Linked DNA regions of Rattus norvegicus: region 2 is linked to region 1. The links are chromatin contacts, called in public Hi-C maps. All regions are on one chromosome and are shown on one strand. The core of a region is the stretch at or near the end of the contact, and the rest is flanking DNA. Distances in the headings are between cores, read along the strand shown.

What was found. Hi-C and Micro-C count contacts between places; a contact is called where the count stands out from the background.
Region 2: a contact with region 1 is called in a Hi-C map of kidney, with 2.3 times the contacts expected there. The contact joins the enhancer-like site here to the promoter of Smim19 in region 1. A contact is called at or near these places in 4 of 12 Hi-C or Micro-C datasets (hepatocytes, kidney, liver and 1 more).

Annotation. Positions count from the first base shown.
Region 1 is chr16:76,252,088-76,257,869 of GRCr8, reverse strand. Smim19 (small integral membrane protein 19) reads right to left here and starts at 3,900. Exons shown (of 4, transcript NM_001399377.1): 1 at 3,685-3,900; 2 at 739-877. The coding sequence starts at 872. It overlaps Slc20a2 (solute carrier family 20 member 2), which reads left to right and starts at 3,989. Exons shown (of 11, transcript NM_017223.2): 1 at 3,989-4,136.
Region 2 is chr16:76,296,288-76,302,242 of GRCr8, reverse strand. No RefSeq gene overlaps it. Among named protein-coding and RNA genes, the nearest start is that of Mrps31, 25 kb to the left of the region's middle. Within about 2 kb of position 3,987, at least 33 of the 93 cell types and tissues checked have an H3K27ac peak or open chromatin away from gene starts, as enhancers often do. A contact at or near this core is called in hepatocytes, kidney and liver, where this site is marked.

The sequences.
Region 1 (5,782 bases), core at 2,651-5,150:
GGGGCCATCAGGGAAGACAGAACCCTAGTGGAGGAAGTGGCTCTCTCAGACCGGCCCGTAGGTTAAGTCGTGGTGCATTTCCCGATCCACAGCTGATGTGAGATGGCCCAGCTTACTGTGGGCTGGCAGTCTCAGGTTGCATAAGAAAGCAAAGTGGACAAATCTTGGAGAACAAGCCAGAAGCAGTGTTCCTCATGGTCTCTGCCTCAGTTTCTGCCTCTAGGTTCCTATCTCGGGTTCCGGTGCTGTGTGCCCACTCAGACTGTGGCCTGTAGGCTGAAACTGCTGCTTTCCTCTGCAAGCTGCTTTCCGTCTTGGTCTTGATCAAAGCAACAGGACACAAATTCATACAAGCGCCATGCATAAGAAGCAAGGGAAAGGTCAAACGGGTGAGGAGAGGTTTGCTGACTACATGGGCATCAAAGTATTTTTGCACTTCAGACCCTTGGCTGAAAAATACTTTAAAGTGTGCTCATTCCAAGGGGGCAGCGTACCAAGGCTGTTACAGAGTCAGGTGTTTTAGAAGTGATAGCATCAAATTGTAGAGCAACAGCTCTGTTACTCAGAACTGAATATGGGGATTTTCAGATCAAACCTCAGTCACCAGTGCCAACCTGGACAGCACCTCTCAGTCCAGGAACAAGACTTCTGAAGAAATATTTTTATGCATTTAATTCAGCTAAAATGAAACAACGGCAAAACAGCTTCTGTGAGCAGTATCTTCTACACCCTTATTACCTCTTGGCATACATGAAGAGACCAAAGCTAACAAGGATAACTATCAAGTAAACATTGGTGGCTTCGTTCCAGGCTTCATGGACTGTGTAGTCAATAGAACCGTCGTCAGCCATCATACCATAACTTCCGGCCATGGGATCTGTAAAAAGAAGAGAAGGTGGGGTTGGCTAAGCCGTGGTCACAAACTGTTGTACGGCCTAGAGCTAAGAATACTTTTGTCTTTTTAAATAGATGCATGCTGTTCATTCCTTGCATGTATTTTTGGGCTCTGGGGGGGGGGGTGTCAAACTCGGGTTATACATACACTAAGCACGCTCTTTACCCTAAGCTAGCCTGGGGCTCCTAAATCAGCACACTAAGATCCCAAATACTTATGTGCTTCAAATTTCCTCCGTATTTATAGAGTCTAAAAAAAACACCGTCAGTTTGCCTCTTTTAGGAAAAGGTAGACTGACTCCAGATTTAGGTCCTAAAGGTACAAAACACAAGATTCCTCCCACTTTTTAGTTTGAAATACTATAGCTCTTACACAATGTTAAGGTGTAAGATTAAAAAAAAAAAAGTATTGCTGAAAACTAAATTTGAAATGCCAATACAGTTTCCAAACTGTAGCTGTCACTGAGAGGAGAACAACGGGAAACTTCAGAACATAGGCCCGAACAATGGCTGGGATTCTGAGGGCAGCCTCTCTCGTGACATCAACCTAGAAAAGAGCACGAGCACGCTAGCTGCTCCTCACGCGCCCCCCAACACCCCTGCACATCAGCGGCTGGACCAAGCTTTGCCTGTTCCCCGAATTTGGCTTTAAAAAAAAAAAGTGAGGAGATTAAAAAGTTCCTTCGCTACGTAGACATAATCATGCATTCTTTGGACATTCCCACAGAAAGCAGGGGTGATGTTCACAAGTGTATCATTCTTTGGACATTCCCACAGAAAGCAGGGGTGATGTTCACAAGTGTATCATTCTTTGGACATTCCCACAGAAAGCAGGGGTGATGTTCACAAGTGTATCATTCTTTGGACATTCCCACAGAAAGCAGGGGTGATGTTCACAAGTGTATCAAACAGTAAGCAAAAGGATAAAGGCTTCTTATTTGTGTCTGAGAACTGAATTTCCCCCTGAGGACAAAGTTCTCCCCTGTGTTGACATAAAAGGGATGTCTGAGAGCAATGCAGAAGTGTTTCAGGCAGTCTACACGTGTTGGTAAAATCTTGTAAAAATCTTTTGGTCAAGGAACAGTAAACAGAATTTAGCTATGAAAGACTTAAAACTTTAAGATCTAAATATGAGGGCAGACCTAACTCCTAAATATTAACGACTGGAGTCATGGGCTTTTGGTAGAGTGGGGAGAACAGGATAGGTGACAGAGTCACATGTTCAAATCTTATTATTTTTTAAAAATTCAATTCCAGGGGTTCTCTGAATTTTTTGATTTATAGTAAGTAGTCAGTCTATTTTAGATGGAAACTTCCGGAAGACCAAACACTAGAATTGCTTTTAATTTGTGGCATTTTAGACCAAGATACTTGGCGAATGCCAAGATACTAAGACAGCAATAGCTATGATCGTGTTTGGAAAAACATAAGCGTGTGACTGGAAACGCTACAGACTGGAAACGAGCACAGATGATAGAGCACTAACAGCCACAGTCCTCAGAACTGCGAGTTAACCAATGAGGAAGGACTCAGTGATCAATAAGGCCACTAGGATAAGGACTGCCATTTATTTACCTGACAAATTAACACAATGTTTCCTAATGCCACGTGGATCTGAACCCAATCAACTTCTTGCTAAAACTTTCGACAAGACCCTGTCCATGTGCCACCTTATGAATAACGTTACTTTTACCCAGAGCTTGATTGCTTCCTACCATGTTACTCTTTAATCGTATTTAGAAAAAGGTTTTCTAACCATTGCTGACCCAGAGTGGCAAAATGCTAACTGAGATATACAACAGATACTATAAAACCATCCATAGAACGCAATAATACTGTAACTCCACAGGTCCCGGGATGTAGGAGTTATCTTTGACCCACAGTTGTAAGGGATCTGCACTGAAGCTAGGCCTCTCCTGCTAGTCCTGACACCACCAACGCCATGCTTTCTAAGTCAGGAATGGAGAACTCAGAGTCACCGTGCAGACACGGTACTTTAACCACTCCTCCCACGCACTTGTGTAATCCAACCAAGTGTGTGGATGCGTGCCCTTCCTCTTCAGTCTAAAGTAAAATGTCCAGGAGTTCATTTCAGGAAGGTTAATGCTCCCAGGTAGATGTTGGGAATGACATTGCAGGCTCTTTTGGGAAAACCGACTCCTTCCCTCAGCTGTCCTGTGATGTAATGTTTAAACTATTATTGCATTAGAAAGACGCTAGCTAGAATGAGCTGATTTAAGCTCTTAGGTAAATACGAGCATTAAGAGATAATGCCGTCAAAAAATGCATCCATCCGGGTTTAGTTTAAGGCTGACCTACTTTTAGGTGACAAGATCAAATTAATCACGAGGCATTATCGTTAAGTTTTAAAGTTGGTCCGCTCCGTTCTAGAACTAAGCATTACCTGCCACCTCGCTTGGAATGTTATTGCTGCCTCTCATGTGGAACTTTGTTACTTTCTCACGGAAATGCAGCCTAAAATGTTAATTCCTAACAACCAAACCCCAACACCGGGAGGGGACGCTTCTTTCTCCTGACTCCGAAGCACTGCGAAGTTTGAGGTCCTAAAGCAGGAGGTAACAAGCTCACAGGCTTCCACCCTTTCCTGGAGGAAGGAGCACAGCTGAGGCCTGCGGACTGCGCAGTCCACGTTCGAGTAAAAAATTTTTTTCTTTGCACCCATTCTGTTTTGACGCACTGCAACTCTGTAACAGGTGACAGTGTGATCCCAAGGCCACAGGGACCCGGGAACGGAGGGGCAGAGGCGGCACATAGATCAGACGCCCAAACCTGGCCTCCTCCAGCCGCGTCCCCGAGCCTGTGCAATCTGCTCCAGGTGGCATACAGGACAGTCCTCCCGCGACGGGCGGTGGCACGTTCCCGCCGGCGTCTCTGCGGCCTCCCGCACCCCGGGACCCTTGGCACGCGGCAGCCGCCCCGCTCGCTCCGTTTGCAGAAGACACCCAGGCCCAGGGTACGACCCGCAGCTCGCGGCTGGGCCCGGCCGGGGCGGGGCGGGGCCGGGGGCGGGGCGGTGACGCGACCGCGCGCGGGCGGGCGGGCGAGCGGGCGGGCGCTCAGCGGCTGCTGAGGTGCGGAGGCCGCCGCGCCGCGCCGGTCCGCTCCGCTCGGACTGTTCCGGGAGTCGGGCGGGGAGCGCAGGCCGAGACCCAGCGGACCGGACGACCTCTCCTTCGTCACTTCCTGCCGGCCCGCGGTTTCCGGAGGGAACGAGAAGCCAGGTTTTGTTATTGGTTTTTCTTCCTTCCCTCTTTCGGAATCGGAGCCGGGCGCCGTGGCGGCCCGCGTGCCGCGTGTGGCGGGAGCGCGGCGCGGCGCGGCGGTGCGCCTCTCCGTGCGCCGCGACCCGGGTCGGCGCGGGCGGGAAGCGGCGGGCTCAGGCCGGAGGGCGCCGAGGCTCCTCCGCGGTGGGGCGGTCTCGGGGTGTCTGCGCGTGCTCCCGAGAGGAAGCTGGCTGGCTGGGTTCTCGGTCTCCTCATCTTCCCGGCTGCGAGGCCAAGGCGATTGCTCTCGCATCTTTGCGTGAATGGCTAGGGTATTTTTCAAAGAAGAAAAGACAACAAAAACTTTGCCTAGTGACTTGAATGGTTAAGGTTTTCCAGCGTGAGGCAGGTGATGATTGTTCTGTGGGGTTGCAGTTTCGCCATTAAACCGATCAGTCTGTCCCCAGGTTAGTGCGGCCATGCAAATAAAGCGGCCCATTGTCCACGTGCTTAAGGGCTTAGCTATTCCAGCAGGGCAAGTTCTCTGGGATCATCTGACTTCTTGTTACAGTTCTTGCTCGCAGTGTAGCGGTTCTGTTGAATTGGTATGCAGATATACGAGTAAATAATACTGTAACTTTTAGCAAGTTGTCTTGCCTTATCACAAACTCACCTTCCCCTAGGTACAGAAACATACCAGCCTACTTTATACTATCACTATATGTGCATTTACGTATATCATATACACAACCATTTATATAATGTTTAACCATTGAGTTTAAAGTTAAGAAATTAGAAACAGTAGTAGTGGGCTGTTTGCTAGGACAGTGCCAGATGTTCATAGATGTTTTATATCAGTTCATTTTCAAGGGTAGCTTCTTGCTTAAGAGAAGATTGTTCCCTTTTTTCAGCGCTTGAGTTCGGTTTGCATGCACCACTGTGTATAAAACGTTTGCTTTAAAGAGTTGTTTCTTTTGTGAAATTAAGGGTGTTGATCACAGAGTAGCTCAGCAAATTAGTGCGGCTTTAAAAGTAGAATTGCACCTAATCCATTTGGGTGTTTAGTACTTTAAAAACCCTTGTGACTCTTACTCATGAGTGCCCATTATATAACATGATTCAGAAGTTGATCAAGATAAGGTGGGCACTAAGGTACTAACAATACTTGAAGGGACCCCCTGTGTGTTTCTTAGTACAGTTCCTAACTAAAGGAAAACATGTGAAATTATTTTTTCAACACCAAACTAAGAAAATTAAAACAAACAGCAGGCTGTTAAGATTTGCTGGAGTGTGTCTTTTTTCCCTCCCTCTCATCTTTTAGATAAGGTTTCACTGACTGGCCTGGATTTATGTAGACCAGGATATCTCTGAACTCAAGAGACCTACCTGCCTCTGCTTCCTGAATGCTGGGATCACTCAGCTAGGAGTGTTGGGGTTTCACTGAGCCTTTGAATATTAAGAATGGTAGATTTTTCTGTATTGTGACTAGTTGTGCATACCTTTTAAATTAGGGTTTAAGTATTTTAAACACATATTCAATATTATATCCAGTATAAGACTAGACTATAAAGATGCCATTTAATGATTTAGGTAGCCATAACAGTTCAAAAACTGATTTGTGAGGGTGATAGAGTCTCGTATCATGAGAGAGTAGAAAGATTTGA
Region 2 (5,955 bases), core at 2,738-5,237, 44 kb before region 1:
AGTGTGGTCCCCAGCTGGGCCCCATCTGTAGTCTCATCTAACTCACTATAGCCCAGTAGTAATTGCTTTCAAAAAGCTTTTTCAGGAGCTCGTGATCACAATCACACAGTCCACTGCAGATAGTCAAGTTAAAAACATCCCTCTTCCTATATAAAGCCATCCTGACCCATGCACCCTCAGATCCTGGGGACAGAGTCTAGCCCCATATAGTCCCTTCCAGCAGGAAGCTGCCGATGAGAGAAAACATCACCCCTTCTTTTTACCTGTCCTCAGGGTCTGGAATGGAGGGTTAGTTCTCTAAGGCCTCAGGTAGGCTGAGATACTCCAGACAGGAAACTATTTCTCTGATAACGCTGGTGGGCTGGCAGCGGGATCCCGGAAGTTTTTGATAAGGTGGCTGCCGGCTGACCTGCAAATGGAATCTCCTATCCCAAAAGTTCCCCCTTTCCACCCTAGAAAACCCCAAGCCCTGTGCCACAGGTTCAGACTCCACATCCACTGGAAACAGGTGACCCTCAGTCGTTCTGACTAAAGGAACAAATCTGTTTTTGGAGAGGCTGGTTTCTTCCCGTGACTCCTCCATCAGTTTTGACCTAACACCCATGGCCTCAGGTAAGCACATCCAGAAGGATCACCCTTGACCTTGTCTGAGGAGTCTGGGCTGATGGAGGGGTCCCAGGTCAGTAGGGGAGGAAAAAGCTGGAAGTTTGGCATCTCCTTTGTCTATCTGGGGCCTCTCTCCCTGTTGGTCTACCTGTCTCAGGGATCTGTCATGACCATAGTCCTTTATTCTGTCAAACTACTGAAGATTACAGAAGGAAAAACAGAAGGATGGATTGGATGTCTGGGACTGTTGTTTTCACTCTTGCTGGGGAGACGAGAACAAACATCCATTCGCCCCATAGGTCATCAATACAGAGGAAAGGAAGGTTTCTACTGAAGTCCAGCTTGGCAACCAAGGAGTGCATTGGGGCATATTTGGGTACTCATGGGTAAGGAGTTACTTACAGGAGAGTGGGTGATCATTAAACAGGTTCATTCTACTATTGCAGTAGCTTAAAGACCACCTGAGACAGGCTCCTCCCTCATGGAGGAGCCCCCACCTCCTGATTCTATGGTAACTGTAGAAAGAGAAGTGCAGTGTGTGTGTGTGTGTGTGTGTGTGTGTGTGTGTGTGTGTGTGTGTGTGTATTTCAAGACAGGCTTCTCTGTGTAGCACTGGCTGTCGCAGAACTCTCTGTCCACCAGGCTGGCTTTGAACTCGGAGACCTGCTTCCCAAGTGCTAAGATTAAAGGGCAGGAACATGACAGCCGTGGGAGGAGGAACGTCTGTGCCATCACATGAAGCACTCAGACATGGCTAGCATGTGAACAGGTTAGCTCGTGCCGCCATACCGTGGTGCTCGTTTCATGGCCTATGTATGCCATGAGGTGGTCGGTATCTTAGGACGTGACACACATGGTAATAGACAAGCAGAGCCCACCATGTGGTGGCTCTTGGACATGGACCACATGCACACAGGTGTGCTCAGTCTGCCGCTGGTTGACCCAGGGCAATTCAAGCATGCCAACAGGTGGTGCAGAGGCACAGTGTGGAGGCCCTGGGACACCACTGGCATGCGAACACGTATGGCCACACACCACATGGCTCTGCTTCAACAAGGCAGGTGTTCAAACAGGCGTGCCTTCTCGGCCAGGCGGTGGTGCAGGGGCATAGCAGAGACGTAAACAGGTGAGCCCACATTGCCTTGTGGTTGTATTGGGGCAGAGCAGGCGAGTGAGCAGGTGTAAAAGCACCACCTCAGGCAGCAGAGCTGGGATGTGGCAGGTGTGAGAACACCTACCATGTCTCCCTTGTCACAGTCCCACAGCATCTCTTGTCACCAAATGAAACCTCCAGTGCCAGTCTGGGTAACGGTTAATTGAGTTGTTGGACAAACCCCGTGGAAACCCTCAAATGATCTGGGCTATTGACAAGGCAAATGGTTTCTCACACACACACACACACACACACACACACACACACACACACACACACACAATGATGTCCCTGCTGCTGGAGACAACACCTACATAACTCACTGAGCACAGAGAAGTCAAGCTGATACCCATCTGGAACCTTCTTCACCCCTGCTGACTGGTGTGCCTGGTTCTGGAGGTGACTCTGCACACTACCAAAGGAGACGGGTAAACACCAGGTGCTTATCGTGCTAACCAACCAACATTTGATTGGATTTAAGGCCCACTCCATGCGATAGAACTCATGCCCAATGCGACAACTGGAGACGAGGTAACCCAGGGACCTAGGGTAAAACCAAATAGTGCTTTAAAAATATGTAGCAGTAAAATGACTCCCAATAACATTCCGCCATGCTCATGGACCAGTGCCTCAGTTGGCTGCTGTGGGGAAACTGTGGAAGAGGAAAGAGAAAGAGTTTAAGATCCAGAGGGAGGGAGGATACCATGGCCACAAGACCTTCCAGGCGCAACAGGACAGATAGGTGCATGTATGAACTCACAGAGACTGATGCTACACCAGCACGGAGCGGGAAGTAGACACACGCTCCCATCCCTGACCCAGAGGCTCTCTCCAGCTGATATCCCCCCACAAAGGACAGCTTAAGTGTTCTCCAGGGGGGGCTCACCCGACATACAAACCACTCTTAAGCCCCAAGCCCAGCAATAGACAGCCAACATAAAACGACTACAGTGGGATTTCTGGATTTGTTTTTGTCTTATATTGCTTTGTCTGGGCTTTTAGGTCTTTTGCTTCTATATTATGTTCTCTGGTTGTGTGTTTTATATTTCTCTCTGTGTGAATATGTCTCCGTGTCTGTATGTGTTTCTTTGTGCTTTTTCTTTTCTTTTTTCTTTTTTTTTCTTTTGGTTTTTTGTTTTGCTTATTTATTTGTTTATCTAGATAGATAGCTGTTTGTTTTCTACTAAGGAAAAAGGAAAGAAAGGGGGGAAGGGGGCTGGGGATTTAGCTCAGTGGTAGAGCGCTTACCTAGGAAGCGCAAGGCCCTGGGTTCAGTCCCCAGCTCCGAAAAAAAGAACCAAAGAAAAGAAAAAAAAAAAAAAAAAGAAAGAAAGAAAGAAAGAAAGAAAGAAAGAAAGAAAGGCCGTGAACTTTGGTTAGTGAGAAAACAGGGAGAATCTAGGAGGAGTTGGGGGTGTGAGAAACCATGATCAGAATTTAAAAAATAATAATACATTACATTCTTTTTTTTTTTTTAAAACTCCACCAGGGGAGAACCAGAGCACAGTTGAAGAAGAAAAAGAAAACAATAAGTTTCGCATTAGTTGTGATCAGCAAGCTTACTAGAGAAATATTTGGTTACATGGGAATAAGAAACCGTGAGAAAGTGTCCCGGCCTGGGACAGCAGAGATAACACTGCTCCACTGACTGACTTCCGCTCTGCGAACCTGCTTGTCCTTCCTCTTCTCCCCGCCAACACCTGTTTGCTCAACTTCCGCTCTGCGAACCTGCTTGTCCTTCCTCTTCTCCCCGCCAACACCTGTTTGCTCACCGCAAGACTGTCTTAACTAGAAACCTGTCCATTTCACAACGCCTGCCGTGGCACAGGACGTCCACTTGGCCACCTGGGCGCGCTCATTCACATGCCCTCGCTGAGCTGCCACTTGGCGAGCCGCGCATGCCTTGTCTCACACACCTGCCTTGCCCCAGCCCTGGAACATGGTGGCCCCGGGCAGACCTGTTCGACGCTTGCCCCACGCCAGCACTTGGAAGTCTGTGCATGCTCGTTTGCCTGCCTGCCGTATCCCAGAGTCACCAAGTGGTGTCCTGGTCACACCAGTTTGAAGGCCTTCCTTGTCCCTGGATTGCCATGTGGAAGATTGGGCATGGCTCTTTGCACTCAGACCCTGCTATGGCAATTGGCGTCTTGATTAGGGAATGCTGTGTTCCGGCATTTTGACATGCCTATTTCGCGCACATGCTATTTCCCAGAGCTGCCACACGGTGGCACTGTTCCAGCGCCTACACATGGCAGAGTAGGCATGCTTGGTCACAAGCCTGTCACGTTCCTGTACTACCATTGGGTGGCCTAGACATGCCTGTTCTGAGCTTGGTTAACTGAGGGGTGGGGGGAGAGAGGTGGGCAGTGGGCAGTGGGCGGTGGGGGATGGGTGAATTATGGCCACAAATGTGCCTTATCCAAGCGCCACCTCATGGTGGTCTGGGTACACATATTCATCTGTTTGCCATGTCCTAGTACCTTCATGTGGTGGCTTCAGCAAGCCTGTCCTCACTTGCCAGGGTCACACCATCATCATGTCATATCCCGGGCATGACAGTTACATGCCCAGGGTTATCAGACGCCTGCTGTGTCCCAGGGCCACCACACGGCAGCCTGGACATGCCTGTTCACACATGTTCACCGTATCCCAGCATCACCAACCATGCAGCCTGGTCTCACCTGTTTGGATGCAGCTGTGTTCAAGCAATGCCAAGCAGTGGCCTGAGCATGCCTGCTTGTGTGCATGACATGTACCAGCAAGGCCACATGGCTGCCTGGCCACACCAGTTTGCGTGATTTCTGTGTCCTGGCACCAGCACGTGGCCGCCTGGGAATACCTGCTCACACACCTGCTATTTCCCAGGGCATTACGGTTTGCTCACACTTCTTTTGCATGCCTACCGTGTTCCGGGGCCTCCATGTGGCTGCCTGGACGTGCCTGATCAGACGTATGTGCTGGAACCAGCACTACCTGGGCTTGCCTGTTCATGTGCCTGTACGTTCCAGTGCCAACACGTAACAGCCTGTGCTCACCTGTCTGTACATGATCGTATCCCAGAGCCTCAAACCACCAACCCAAGCACACCTACAGTCTCAGTGCTGCCAGCGGGACACAGCGGCTTCCACCTCTGCTGTGTCCCAGCACTGTCGTGGAGTGGCTTGGGCGCACACGTCTGCACACCTACCGTATCCCAGGACTGCCAAGTGGTGGCCTGGGTGTGCCTGTTCTCACCTGCCACATCTCTAGGCAGCTGCAGGGTATACACATACTGTGTCCCTACGCCATCGCGTGACGGCCTGAGCTCTCCTGTTGATGCACATACTGTGTCCCTACGCCATTGTGTGATGGCCTGAGCTCTCCTATTCATGCACATACCGTGTCCTGGGGAATGGAAGGAGTGTTCAACAGTCACGCCCAGGGCTGCCACATGGTGGCCTAAACTCCCTCACAGCCCAGGGCAGCCATACGGCAGGCTTGTCACTTGGTGGTGGAGTGTTGCCTGTTTGCCTGCAAACCTGTCCCAGCGCCAGCACTTATCAGCCTGGCCGTGCCTCTTATTTGCCTGGTAACATCTGTTCACACCTGCTGTCGTGCCTGCTATGTTCCAGTGCCACCAACCTCCTGGCCTGGGCACACCTATTTGCACACTTGCCAGGTCCGACAACCACCACTCGGCAGCCTGGGGCGTACCTGTTTGCGTGATTTTCCTGCGTGGGCAATGGGACATTGTGGCCTGGGCATGTCCACATGCCTGCCATGTCCTGGGACCTTCAAGTGGTGGCCTGGCCACACAGTTCACAGTTCTGCTGTGTCCCAGAGCCACCATGTGCTGGCCTGAGCTCTCCGAGTCTCACATGTGTGGGGTCCCAGTGGTGCCTACGGGCTGCCTGGTTCCACCTCTTTGGACCCAATCTGTGTCCCACTGACACCAGAGGGCAAGCTTGGTCATGCCTGATTGCATTTGCCGGTTCCCAGAGCTGCTATGTGGTGACCTGAGCATACCTGTTCACATGTAGTCCATGTCCCAACACTACCCCAAGGCATCCTAGGCCTAGGTATGATGGAGTTTGTGAAAGAGAGGGAGATTGGACTGGTGTGGGCTTTTGAAGCCTCAGCGTGCCCTCCACCCAGTGACACAGCCCCTCCAACAAGGCCACACCTCCTAATGGCTCCCAAACATGGTCACTAATTGG